3 separate regions of the Mus musculus genome follow, and regions 1 and 2 are each linked to region 3. A link is a contact called in public Micro-C data. All regions are on one chromosome and are shown on one strand. Each heading gives the region's core, a stretch centred on a gene start, on an enhancer-like site or on the middle of the called end of the contact. The rest is flanking DNA. Distances are from core to core; before and after follow the strand shown. Region 1 has its middle 46 kb from the start of Gm31813. Region 2 overlaps Gm31813 (a long non-coding RNA gene). Region 3 has its middle 20 kb from the start of 7530428D23Rik.

The links. Hi-C and Micro-C count contacts between places; a contact is called where the count stands out from the background.
Region 1: a Micro-C map of the HL-1 cell line shows a contact between it and region 3, with 4 times the contacts expected there. The contact joins two enhancer-like sites. A contact is called at or near these places in 7 of 484 Hi-C or Micro-C datasets (the C10 cell line, the HL-1 cell line, Th1 cells and 3 more) and 3 of 115 datasets of contacts at active chromatin or transcription factors (CD8 T cells, embryonic stem cells and pancreatic cancer cells).
Region 2: a Micro-C map of the HL-1 cell line shows a contact between it and region 3, with 2.9 times the contacts expected there. The contact joins two enhancer-like sites. A contact is called at or near these places in 2 of 15 datasets of contacts at CTCF or cohesin (CD8 T cells and the NIH/3T3 cell line), 6 of 484 Hi-C or Micro-C datasets (the HL-1 cell line, Sertoli cells, liver and 2 more), 4 of 115 datasets of contacts at active chromatin or transcription factors (the 3134 cell line, CD8 T cells, heart atrium and 1 more) and 1 of 9 other capture datasets (liver).

Annotation. Positions count from the first base shown.
Region 1 is chr3:22,008,725-22,012,674 of GRCm38.p6, reverse strand. No RefSeq gene overlaps it. Among named protein-coding and RNA genes, the nearest start is that of Gm31813, 46 kb to the right of the region's middle. Within about 2 kb of position 1,909, at least 41 of the 459 cell types and tissues checked have an H3K27ac peak or open chromatin away from gene starts, as enhancers often do. A contact at or near this core is called in the HL-1 cell line, bone marrow-derived macrophages and pancreatic cancer cells, where this site is marked.
Region 2 is chr3:21,958,552-21,962,695 of GRCm38.p6, reverse strand. The region is part of intron 1 of Gm31813 (a long non-coding RNA gene); the gene reads left to right. Among named protein-coding and RNA genes, the nearest start is that of Gm31813, 3.7 kb to the left of the region's middle. Within about 2 kb of position 2,190, at least 22 of the 459 cell types and tissues checked have an H3K27ac peak or open chromatin away from gene starts, as enhancers often do. A contact at or near this core is called in the HL-1 cell line, where this site is marked.
Region 3 is chr3:21,818,431-21,822,249 of GRCm38.p6, reverse strand. No RefSeq gene overlaps it. Among named protein-coding and RNA genes, the nearest start is that of 7530428D23Rik, 20 kb to the right of the region's middle. Within about 2 kb of position 2,004, at least 27 of the 459 cell types and tissues checked have an H3K27ac peak or open chromatin away from gene starts, as enhancers often do. A contact at or near this core is called in the HL-1 cell line, bone marrow-derived macrophages and pancreatic cancer cells, where this site is marked.

The DNA.
Region 1 (3,950 bases), core at 660-3,159, 190 kb before region 3:
GGAGCTTCAGTTGAGGAAATGCCTCCATGAGATCCAACTGTAAGGCATTTTCTCAATTAGTGATCAAGGGGGAAAGGTCCCTTGTGGGTGGGACCATCTCAGGGCTGGTAGTCTTGGTTCTATAAGAAAGCAGGCTGAGTAAGCCAGGTGAGGCAAGCCAGTAAAGAACATCCCTCCATGGCCTCTGCATCAGCTCCTGCTTCCTGACCTGCTTGAGTTCCAGTCCTGACTTCCTTGGTGATTAACAGCAGTATGGAAGTGTAAGCTGAATAAACCCTTTCCTCCCCAACTTGCTTCTTGGTCATGATGTTTGTGCAGGAATAGAAACCCTGACTAAGACCAATTGGTACCAGCATAGTGGGGTATTCCTGTGACAACCTGACCATGTTTTGGGGAGGACTGTGGAAGGACTTTGGAACTTTGGGCTAGAAGATCCATTTGTTGTTAAGAGCTCTGTCATATGTTGTGTAGGAGCTTGGAAGATAATGTTGAGAACAGTGCAGAAGATGGAGGCCTGGCTTGTGAAGTTTCAGAGGGAAAATTAAAGACTCTTTTCAGGGACCATTGCTATTTTGGAGTTTGATTATTCTGTGGTTCTGGTTAGCTGGGACTGAAGAATCAGTTGTGATTAACAAGATACCAGAACTACTAAAGCAAAACCTTTGCATTACTGGGACTATTGATGCTGGTTAGCTGGGGCTAAGAAATTAGCGGTGACTAAGAAGAGACCAGCATTATTGAGGTGACATCTTCTGGGAAGTATTTTCTGAAAGCACAAAGAGGCTGTGTTCCAGAGATGGCCAAGGTTGTACTCCTGCTGCAGCAGGACTTGGTAATATGTAAGGGTCACCCAGGTGGTACTGGTTTTGAAGGCATGAAGGGGTCACACAAAGCAGCTGAGGCTTGGCACTGTGAGAGGCCATGGAAGGCCATTGGTGAAGGTGCAGCCTCAGTTGCAATTGAAGGCCCAGGACTGAAGGGGTCATGCAGTGTTTTGGAGATGCCAGTACCATGAGATGACCACCAAGAGCAGCAGCAGCAGTGGAGTACAGGCATCTGGAGCCTAGAGGATGATGTGTGTGCTACAAAGGGCCTGGTTGGAGAAGTGACCCAAGCCCTTGGAGGAGCCCAGAAGATCGTGAGTTGGATCCCAGACATTGGACGGTTGGAGATTGACTTTTGCTTTTGATTGTGACTGTGCCCTGATATTTTCCCTCTTGAAGGAAGAAACTGTTTTAGTGGAGCCCACAGTTAAGAGACTTTTAATTGTAAAAAGACTTTGAAATTTAAAAGAGATGGATATTTTAAAGAGATTGAAAATTTAAGAATATGTAAAGACTGTGGGACTTTTAAAGTTATTTAGAATGGGGATAAATAAGATTGTAAGGGTTGAGGCTTACTAGTGATGTTTTTGTGTGTCAAGTTGACAAGGGGTCAATTGTACTGGCTAGTTTTGTGTCAACTTGACACAGCTGGAGTTATCACAGAGAAAGGAGCTTCAGTTGAGGAAATGCCTCCATGAGATCCAACTGTAAGGCATTTTCTCAATTAGTGATCAAGGGGGAAAGGTCCCTTGTGGGTGGGACCATCTCAGGGCTGGTAGTCTTGGTTCTATAAGAAAGCAGGCTGAGTAAGCCAGGTGAGGCAAGCCAGTAAAGAACATCCCTCCATGGCCTCTGCATCAGCTCCTGCTTCCTGACCTGCTTGAGTTCCAGTCCTGACTTCCTTGGTGATTAACAGCAGTATGGAAGTGTAAGCTGAATAAACCCTTTCCTCCCCAACTTGCTTCTTGGTCATGATGTTTGTGCAGGAATAGAAACCCTGACTAAGACACTAGTACTGTGACACAATCCTTGAACAGATCAACCAGAAGGAAGTGCTGTGTCTTATGGGTTCAGAGCTTCCAGTCTGTTGGTCATTGTCTGCACTGTGTCTGAGTCTGAGAAACATAAACCAGGGCAGGTTACCAGGGTCCTGCTTCTTCACATTGGATCCACTTCCTTGTCAGTATCACACCTGGATAGTCCTTAGACTACAGTAGATTGATGGCATAAGATACTAAAGAGGTCAAAGTACTTATGAGCCAGTGAAGATCCAAAGCCACACCTCTGAAATCCACTGCATTGCGAACCATCCTTCAACACATGAGCCTTTGGAGAAAGCCCAGATCTAATCCATAGCAGCATGACAGACTCTAGTCAGGATGGCAGGTCATATCATTATGGGCTAAGAGCTTTGCTCTCCTGGAAAAGGCATGGGAAGAGGCAACTGCCAGTCTGGACTGTTGCCTGGGACACAAGAGAGACTGGCATGGCCTCATCAGACAAATCAAAAAGGACTGCTTGTGTCTGGGAAATCTAGAAGGATTTGGGAATTTGAACATTATGAGTCACCCAACTTCCTGCACTGTCCCATCTAATCATTCACTGACTGGGAGATACTTAGAGAAATTAGGAGGTGCTGAAACTCAGGAATGTTGTAATTCAACAACCCAAAAGATAACACAGTGTCATAATTTCAGTCTCCACAGCCCTGTGGCCACAAGAACACAAGGCACTCTTTTTAGAGAACATATAGTTCTCTAAGCCAACCCAGGTCATGGCTAAATCGTCTGCCTGTCTGGATTAGTCACAGTTCTGCTTTATCTGAGAGTATGGGAAGAGATTTCAAAAGAACTGCCTCTTGCTTTTATCAGTTCTACCAATTTGAATCTATCTGTAAAGCATGATAATAAGATGGAGACTCAAGAGAGAGAGTCCTGTTCAAACTCTGAAGGCAGTCTGAAGGCCGAACTCCTTCTTCCATTGCAGTGGATCTTTTTCTCTTGGGGTTGTAAATGATTTTGAGGAGCCCATCTATCATAGGGACTCAAAGCAGACCAATATAGTACTAAAAAAAAAAAAAAAAAGAAAAAAGAAAGAAAAGAAAAGAAAGAAGAAGCCTTCAGGAGGATCTAGGGCAAAGTTTAATTGACAGAGTACTTGATTAGTGTGCATGAAGCCCTGAATTCTCTCCTTAGCTCTGCATAACACTGGCCTGGTGATGCACGCCTATAATCACTTCTGAAAATAGAGGTAGAAGGATCAGGGATTCAAAAGTCATCTTATTCTACAAAGGGAATTTGATGTCAGCCGTGGATACATGATGAACGAACAATATGCCTGAAAATTCCATGACCTGAATTTGATTCCCAGAACCCATTCAGTGGGGGCTGAAGAGGTACTTGGTCTTCTGAGGACCTGAGTTCAACTTCTGTGCCTACAAGGTGACTCCTGATAATCCATAACCTCTTCAGGCACCAGGCTTGCATGTGGTGCACATACACACTCTGGGAAAACCACTTATACACATTAAATAAGTAAGTAAGGAAATAAATAAACAAATAATGAAACAAAACTTTAGAGAGTCTGGTTGTGCTGATGCACTTTTATAAACTTAGTGGTAGAAATATCTATCATCTATCTATCTATCTATCTATCTATCTATCTATCTATCTATCTATCTCAAAATCCTGGGATTCAGGAATCACTCCCCTATCCTGCTAGACAAACACTAGGGCACTGAACTGAGAGACTGAATTTCAGCACCCAGCCCCCAAAAGATATGAAAGTACACTCATACAAATTAACCAAAAAAAAAAAAAAAAAAAAAAGAAGAAGAAGAAAGAAAGAAAGAAAGAAAGAAAGAAAGAAAGAAAGAAAAGTAAAAAATTAAGAAGAGGTACACAGAACTTGAGGAAGGAAGCCCAAGGTTGTCTTTTGGCTTCCATGTGTATATATGTATACTCCTCCACTACATATACATCATATACATATACACAAGTATGTAAATTAATTAATTAATTAATAACTTCACAGCCACACCCTGACCTCCACTGAACTAAATATCGGGGTACAGTTTATCTAGGTAAGTTGACACATGAAATTAACTATCATCCTGTCTTTGCTTCT
Region 2 (4,144 bases), core at 941-3,440, 140 kb before region 3:
GAATAATCATGATGTCAAACAATGGCACACACAAACAAAGCAAACTCAACGTGGCGAGGAACTTTGTGTACAAAGGGCATGCCAGAACCCAGACGGGGCTAGAAAACACACACATGGCCAAGTGACCTCTGATTTTTATCTCTAATACAGGAGGTGACTGTGTCTCATTCCACTGGTGCAAGCTTGATTTCACAATATGACTCAGTTGGCTCATTGGCACGAAAGGGAAGGGGGAAGCTCAAAGAGTATGAGCTCTTGTTAGCAAAAAACTTTCTCACATTAAGATCCATAGGCCAACCGTTCTAGCTGATTCAGAGAGCTCAAGACATAGTGAAAGACCCTGTTTCAAAGCGGAACATGGAGAGTGACTGAGAACATGTAATGTGAACACTACAAACATAGGCACCACACAGCAAAGAGTAAAATCACAGCTCTAAACCTGGAGATGTTTTAGACTAGTGCTATATTAGTTCGTTATGCGTGAATATAGGTGTTCTCACGATTCCAGACTCTGTTTGCCTGGAATAGTTGCTTGTCAACGTTTTCTCAGTCCTTACCCAAAGGCTACCAGATAACGGAGATGTGCCTCCCCCATGGTCTGCTTAGCAAACAGAACGAGAAGAGAAAGAAGACAGTATGAGGTCTGAGGTGGAACATTGCAGTTGGGAAATTCCCATGCTTTTACCCTAAAAAGAAAAGTCAAACCGAACCGAAAACCAAAATGGTCTCGTAAAGGAAGTCTGAAAAGAATTCTAATGGCATTGACTGTGAGTTAAGAAAACATCTACATGGTACTTCAGTGTGTGAAGCCCAGGAGAAGCCTGCTTCCTGTCATGTGTCTGAGTCCAGTCCCAGGTGTCTGTGTCCTTAGTTGCTTCAGTGGCCAGTTGCTAGGCAGAACTAGGCTGATTTTGGTTTGCTTGTTTGCTTGTTTTGCTTGATAGGTTTTTTTGTTGTTGCTTGTTTCTGGAGTATACATGCGGTTCTCACACAAAATGAAACCATCCACTCAATGTAAAAACAAAACAAAACTAAACTTCTTCCAGAAATAACAAAATCACACAACAAAATTTAAATATTTTTTAGTTAGTTTTTTTTTTCTTTTTCCAAGCAGATTTAATCTGGAAGCAGGAACCAAGAACCATTAGACAATGGCAGTCTGCCTGTAACTTGTCTCAGATAAAGTCAGGATGGGGGAGATGGGAGGGACACTGGGGGGCATGGGGAACTTCTCTGTCACCTCAAGGTTTCACAGTGTACACAGGAAACATTTGAGGGTGGCTTTTTGTTAACCAGGTAGATTAGCTAATCTCCTGTTTCACCATAAAATACATTTTTAGCAGCGGTTTATGAACTATAAGCAAAGCCTCAACGTGGCGGGCTCAGTCCCTCCCTTGCTACGGTTGGGAGGTTCTGTGAGTTGGGCATGTTGACTTAGGCAATCAGGAAATTGAGATGGTTCTTGGCTTCAGCCAGGCTGACAAAGACTTTTTAGTCGCTTACTGGTGCAGCCAACCTACTCTCGTCCAGCCTGCTCTTGGAAAATCTACTGCTGTGTTCTTAGGGTGGGTCAGATTCCTGAAAGCAAGAGGTGGATTAACTGTCCAGGGGCCGCAGCCAATTCCCACTAATATTAACGCATCCCATCTATACAAATTTCCACCTTCATATAGTGAAAATGATCTGCTCTTCAAAGTGGAGAGATCAGCAGCTTTCTTTGATCACAGGGGTTTCTGAGCATCTCCAGTGCTAGCCTGGATTGTGTAGGTCACCTTCCAGCTCTTTGTCTAAACACAACTCTTTATTGCTAAAAACCTTTGGGGAAGCCTGAGGCTATAGCTTAGACTGTAGAGTGCCTGTTTCTCTAGTATGCAGAAGATCCAGGTTTGATCTCCAGCACTGCATGAATCTGGTATGGTACACATTCCTGTAATCCTGGGCCTTAGACAGTGAATGTAGGCGGACCAGAAGCTCATGTTCAGCTTTGGCTATTTACAAAGTTCAAGGCTAGCCTGGGCTACAGTGTAGAGTGCCACAAACAAACAACCCACTAACCAAAACTCTTGGAGTTTACAATTGTTTTCATGTGTATGAAATATTTATTGCAGGTTGATTTTATGAGAAGAGATGATGCAGTCCTATGATTCAGTGTCATACGTAAAAGCTGGCAGAGTGGCCTGAGTCACTGATGCCACTATGTTACATGGTCACAGTTGATCTTCAATGTGACCCCATGGCTAATTTCTGAACGATTCCCTCTAGTTCTGTGTGTTCAAAGCTCCTCTGTAAGAAAAGAGTCTAAGAGGGCATTTTAATTATATCTGTGACATTCAGCATTTTCACCTCTAAGATGTAACAAAGTCACCAGAAATACTATGGACCTGAGAGGGGTAGCTATTCACACAGCTTCCTGGGCAGGGGACACTGAGCCTGCTGCAGAACATCTGTCACATTCGTCTCTCTGAATAGCCCCTGTAACTAAAGTCCAGTTCAGTTTCTACTTCAAGTCCCACATATTATTAAATTACCAGTTGGCCTTCCAGGTACCTGGGGTGATTATGGTTTCTCATCTTAAATCACAATGGTCTTGAAGTTCCCTTCCTAAAATGTGAAAACTACAAAAGAAATAAGAGGAACAGTTAGAGTGAGAGGAACATTGCTTCTGATAGGAAAATTACAAAACATTGGACAGACCGTGCTCTATGTCTAGAGAACAGGGGCTCTGAGACTCCTAATGGCATAAGCAAAATTGGAAATAGGACATGGGTCAATAATCCAGTATATAGAATGATTTTTAAAAAGAAAATTTAACTCAAAAGAAGCTTGGTTCTTAGGCTAAGACCTGAGAGAAGTTTCTTCTCTGTTGCTGTTAGTATTGCCTGTCTACTTGACTGGCTCTAGGATCACCTAGAAGGCAAACCTCTGGGCCTAATCTGAGAGGATTTCTAGATTAGATTGCCTGAGATGGAAAGACCCACCCCGTGAATTTGGATTCCCACAGGTAGAAGGACCTGACTGAATAAAAAGGAGGAAGCCAGCTAAACTCTGGCATCCACACTTCCTGACAGAGGCCTAAATGTGAAGGACTGCCTCATGCTCCCCCCAGGCCTTCCCTGCCTCAGTGCACTTGGAGCCCTTGGATCAGGAGCCAGAAAAAACTGCCCTTCGTTAAGCTGCTTTCGCTGAATATTTTGTCATAGCAACAAGAAAAGTCAGTGCTACCTCCTCTCAGTAGACATTGGGTGGAGTGATAGATTCATAGAATTTTTTTTTAAGTGCCTCAAAACTAATGCCACATGAGTAGATATTGGAGTGGTGTTCCCGAGGCAGCTTGAGAGAGAAGAGTGACACATTTTGGTACAGGGTGCACTGTCTAAAATAACTGAAGAACGATGATTTGGGGGAATCTTCAGACAGTATTCCTTAAAGCATTCTAAAATAATAATAATAATAAATAAATAAAGTGTTGGGTATCAGAGAAATAAGGAATTCAATAAAAATCCCACTAAAGGAGTTTATCCCTGAAGCTAATGCTGCTATCAATCCCCAGGGTTTCAGTTCTCTGTTCCATTTGAGGATGCAGATAGATGACACGTATGTGCCCATGTGATTGTATTTGGGCCAATCAATGTAAACATGTCTCCCTGGCCAACCCCCACAAGCACTTTTCTGGGCTTAGGATCCTGGGTATCCGTAGGTTGGGTCTTCAAGGGCTCTAAAGAGGAGTGCTCCTGTGATCTCATGACTAGGGACCCAAACAGTGAGCAAATCTTGACTCCCTTGAGGTCCAGAAGCTAGTTTGAACAGCTTGCACTGTGCTAAGTGACATCATTTGACTTTTCAAACTGTAAAGTGCATCACTAGAGCAAAAGTCACCAACGGCTCCAGAAGCACACCCCTCCTACACTGAAAAAGACTGCCACTGCCTCCAACAGGCTGTTAGTGTGGCAATCGTACTGCTTGGGTTATTGCCTTAACTCTGTCATCCTCAGCCTGGGCAGGCTTCCTTATCTCTCAGAGCCCCCACTTATAAAATGAGAACAAGCATAGCACCTAGCTCTAAAGTTCGAAGAAGCTTGTTTACAGAGTGCCCAGCGTAGGACTTACCATGTGTAGTGGCTATTCCTGGTTGTCAACTTGACTA
Region 3 (3,819 bases), core at 755-3,254:
TTGCTTGCAGCCACAAAATGTGCTGCAAGATTTGTTTTATTTATTGTGTTTTAGTGTGATATTTATTAATAAATATTTATATAATAATGTGTGTGTATTTGTGGTCTGGGTTGGCTGAGGCCACAGAGTTCATGGATATGGAGAACAATTTGTATTCATGGTGAATTTCCTTGGGCATTGAGCTTCAGTGTGGTAGCCACAGGGCAGTGATTCTAAATTGCTTGACATTTGAAACCACCTGAGGATAGACACAGTCCACACAGGAGAAATCGGGTAGCGTTGGGATTACTGTTTCTCAGGTATCTTCAGTGGACAGTCAAGGTTATACAGCACTTGCGATTAGCATAAACAAGTGCAAAAGTATAGTACGCAGAATTCTCTCTCATTGTAGGCACACCAAAGTGTGAAAGAGGAAAACAGAGGAAAAAATTCATTAGACTCATGTTGAGGAGATGAGAGTTTTAACACTGAGATTCAGTCTCAATCCCTCTGCGTTTTTTCTTAAGCAATCCCTGGATTGATGCTGTGAAGTATTCTTTAAAAGCTCTGGCTCCTCTAACACACAGCCAGGTTTTGAAAGCTGATTCGCCCTGTGGTGGTTCGGGTGGGGGTGGAGGAAGATGCCTCCAGCTCCTTTATCGCTAACCTACCTCAGTCTCTGTGAGAGAAGGATACTTTTTTTTTTAACCAAGCATCTTAGCTATGAAATTAAAAATCAAGTAACGAAAAGTTCAGTTTAGCTAAGATTTTCTGGTGGCATGTGATGAGAGACACTTCCTAAAAGCATCAAAGGAGCCTGAGTTATCGAGCTCTGACACTATCAGTTCTTGACAGAGCGGTGTGGCAGTTCTGTGAGGCCTGGAGAGGCCTAGTTTAGTTGATCTATTGAGCTTTGTTTCCTAGCATTTGAAGTCTCACTTCTCTCACATAAATACAGGGTTAAAACAAAAACAAAAACAAAACAAAACAAAAAAACAACAGAGCTGGTGAGCATTTGAAGTCTCACTTCTCTCACATAAATACAGGGTTAAAACAAAAACAAAAACAAAACAAAACAAAAAAACAACAGAGCTGGTGAGATGCCCCATCCCAAATGACGCTTGTCTTAGAAGCCCGTGGATCTGTTTAAATCCCAGAACTCACATAAAAAAATAAATAGAAAACAATAATAAAAAGCATACTCGTGGTCTCTCAGAGGTGGAGACAGATGGATCCTGGTGTTCATTACCAGCCAGTTTAGCTTCCTTCGTAAATTTTAGGCCAGTGAGAGACCCTGTCTCAACATAAATAAATAAAATTAAAATTACAGTAAATGAATAAAATAAGAAACAGTGGACAGCACCTGAGGAATGGTATCTGAGGTTGTCCTTTGGGTTCCATATGCACTGGCAAACACATAACCCCACATGAATGCAAATATGCAAATCAATAGATACCAAATCAAAGGCTGTATGACATTATAGCAGAACATTGAAAACACTCAAGATGCTTCATAATAGGCAATAGTGCTGCTTGTGTTAATTATTTAACTGTAAGTAGCTAGCTCTATGTTGAATTTCTTCCTAAGACTTTAGCCAGCTGTCATGTTTCTGCTGATCATGTGGGTAACCTGACCGTTCTTTCCTTTTTCAGACATCAACCCTACTGAGTTCACAGAGCTGCCTCTATCATCATGGGGAAAGAAAGAAAGAAAGAAAGAAACCCACCACCAACAATAAAAAACCAACTCTTTGATTAACTCAGAAATTCCAAAATTAAACCTAAAATGCTTGTGGGAAAGGCTCTAGATGTGCTTTATATATCACAGTTACAAAGCAGGCATCAGATTGATTGTCTTTGCATGTTGCAATCAAGTTTTGTGGCTACTTCCTGCTTTTTTGGGCAGTGTGGTGAGAGGGATAGGGAAAATGCTTTGGCTTGATTCCTTGCTTACATTGTTGATAACCATCCTGGGTTCTTGGATTCTGGCAGAGCTGCAAATAGCAACAGGGATGGGTCTACTTTTAAACTCCTGCCAGAATTCCTGTGGCCTCAGCTGACACAGAGGAATGCACAGACTCACGCACAATTCTTATGAGACTTCAATTGTTGTAGTTTGCTACAGGAGCCGTCCACATACATCTTTTCAGTAGATCGTAGTCTACTGCTGTGGAGGTTTGGGGGATCAATCTGTGTGTGTCCCCTCATGCTTAGGATGTTTATCTTGTAACTCTGAATTTGGAAGGAAGGAACTATTTTATTCATATGTGTAAATATATAAGTATATGTTAATAAATATATATGTATATGCTTCAAAAACCTACAGACTCACTAGCTGGCTGTGGTCCTCATCCTGGATATCTTCAGTATTTCTGAACAGAGAGAAACCCATTCTTTCTTTGTGAATGTCCCCCACTGCCCCCAGAACCAGATGCTGTTAAAGAACTGACAGAAAGCTAAAACATTCGAAGTCACCTTGGAAATGACCTTGAAAGAGTAGAGGGAAGATAAAAGCAGGGAAGCTGTTGAATGACAAATTTAGCATGCTTCTTCAGCATACACCCTTGACTTTTAAAACTACTTTTGCCGGGCCATCATAATGGGGGAGGGGAGGGTGGGTGTCATGCATCTCAGGTTGTCCTCAAATTTGGTGTGTAATCAAGGATGACTTTGAATTTCTATCCTCCTGTTGCTATCTTCCGAGTGCTGGGTTGCAGGTATATGGCACTAGGCTCACTTTATGTGGTATCGGGGATTGAACCCAGGGCTTCATGTATGCTAGGCAAGAACTTGACTCCTAAAATTTTTAATTATTTCAAACAGATATGCTATCCCATGCTTGAATGGTTCTGATTAGTCCAAAAATATCTTAGCAGACAACCAAAGGACGAGAGGTGGTTTAGTTTTTCACAAAAGTCTCTCCTCTACTAAGGAGGGTATCAGGTTTAAAGAGGAACACCTGTTTTGCCAGAACCTAACTGAAGTCTTCTAGTTGTTCTCACATAAGTCAGTGGACAGCTGTTAGATAAGATATGGCAACAATTTTAGACACTTGAGAACCATGACATTGAGCTAGAGACCTGGAGGTCCTTGGGGCTCTGTTAACCCTCCTTTGGGCCACCTGTCACGGTAGACAACACAGTCATTAAGAAAAAGAGTGTTGCCCCGTTGTTTGAGAATAGACCAGCATGTGTTCGGCATTAGTAATGTTTTTTCCAGCTTAAGTAGCACTTATTCCTGATTACTTTTGGACTGTCCCTGTCCTATTTAGTGATGCCATTATTCCCAAGTCTAAAATCAGAGGTCCTCTTGATCTTTTATTTACAAAGCCTGGCTAATTCCTCTCTGTTATGACTCTTTCTTTTCCTCTCATCTAACGCCATCACTTTAATACAGGCTTCCATGACCTCACCAACATCCTCTTGGGGTAGCTGAGGTGCCACTGGAGCACCGTTCATGCATTCTCTTTTCTAGAACCAGGTTATTCTGTGAATCTTCAGCTGTGCTCCAGTGTCTTATTAGGCTATTCTTCACCCTCTGGTTTTCTGATAAAACTCTGGCTGGATCTGTCCCTCAACTTGTCAAAACATCTCAAGCATTTTTTTTTTCACCACAGAATTGTGGACTCCTTTTCACTTAGGGTTTTGTGGGTGTTCCTGGAATTTCTTTTGCTTACTTTTCCCCAGTCACCACTGTTTACTATTCTAGCAAGCCTCATATCACACACCATTGTTGAAAGGTCTTCTCTGCCTCAAGAGAGATGTGACACCCCCCACCCCCACTTTTATCCTTTAACACTTAGGTCTCTCTTGTCATATTTATTCATGGGCCCACTCATTC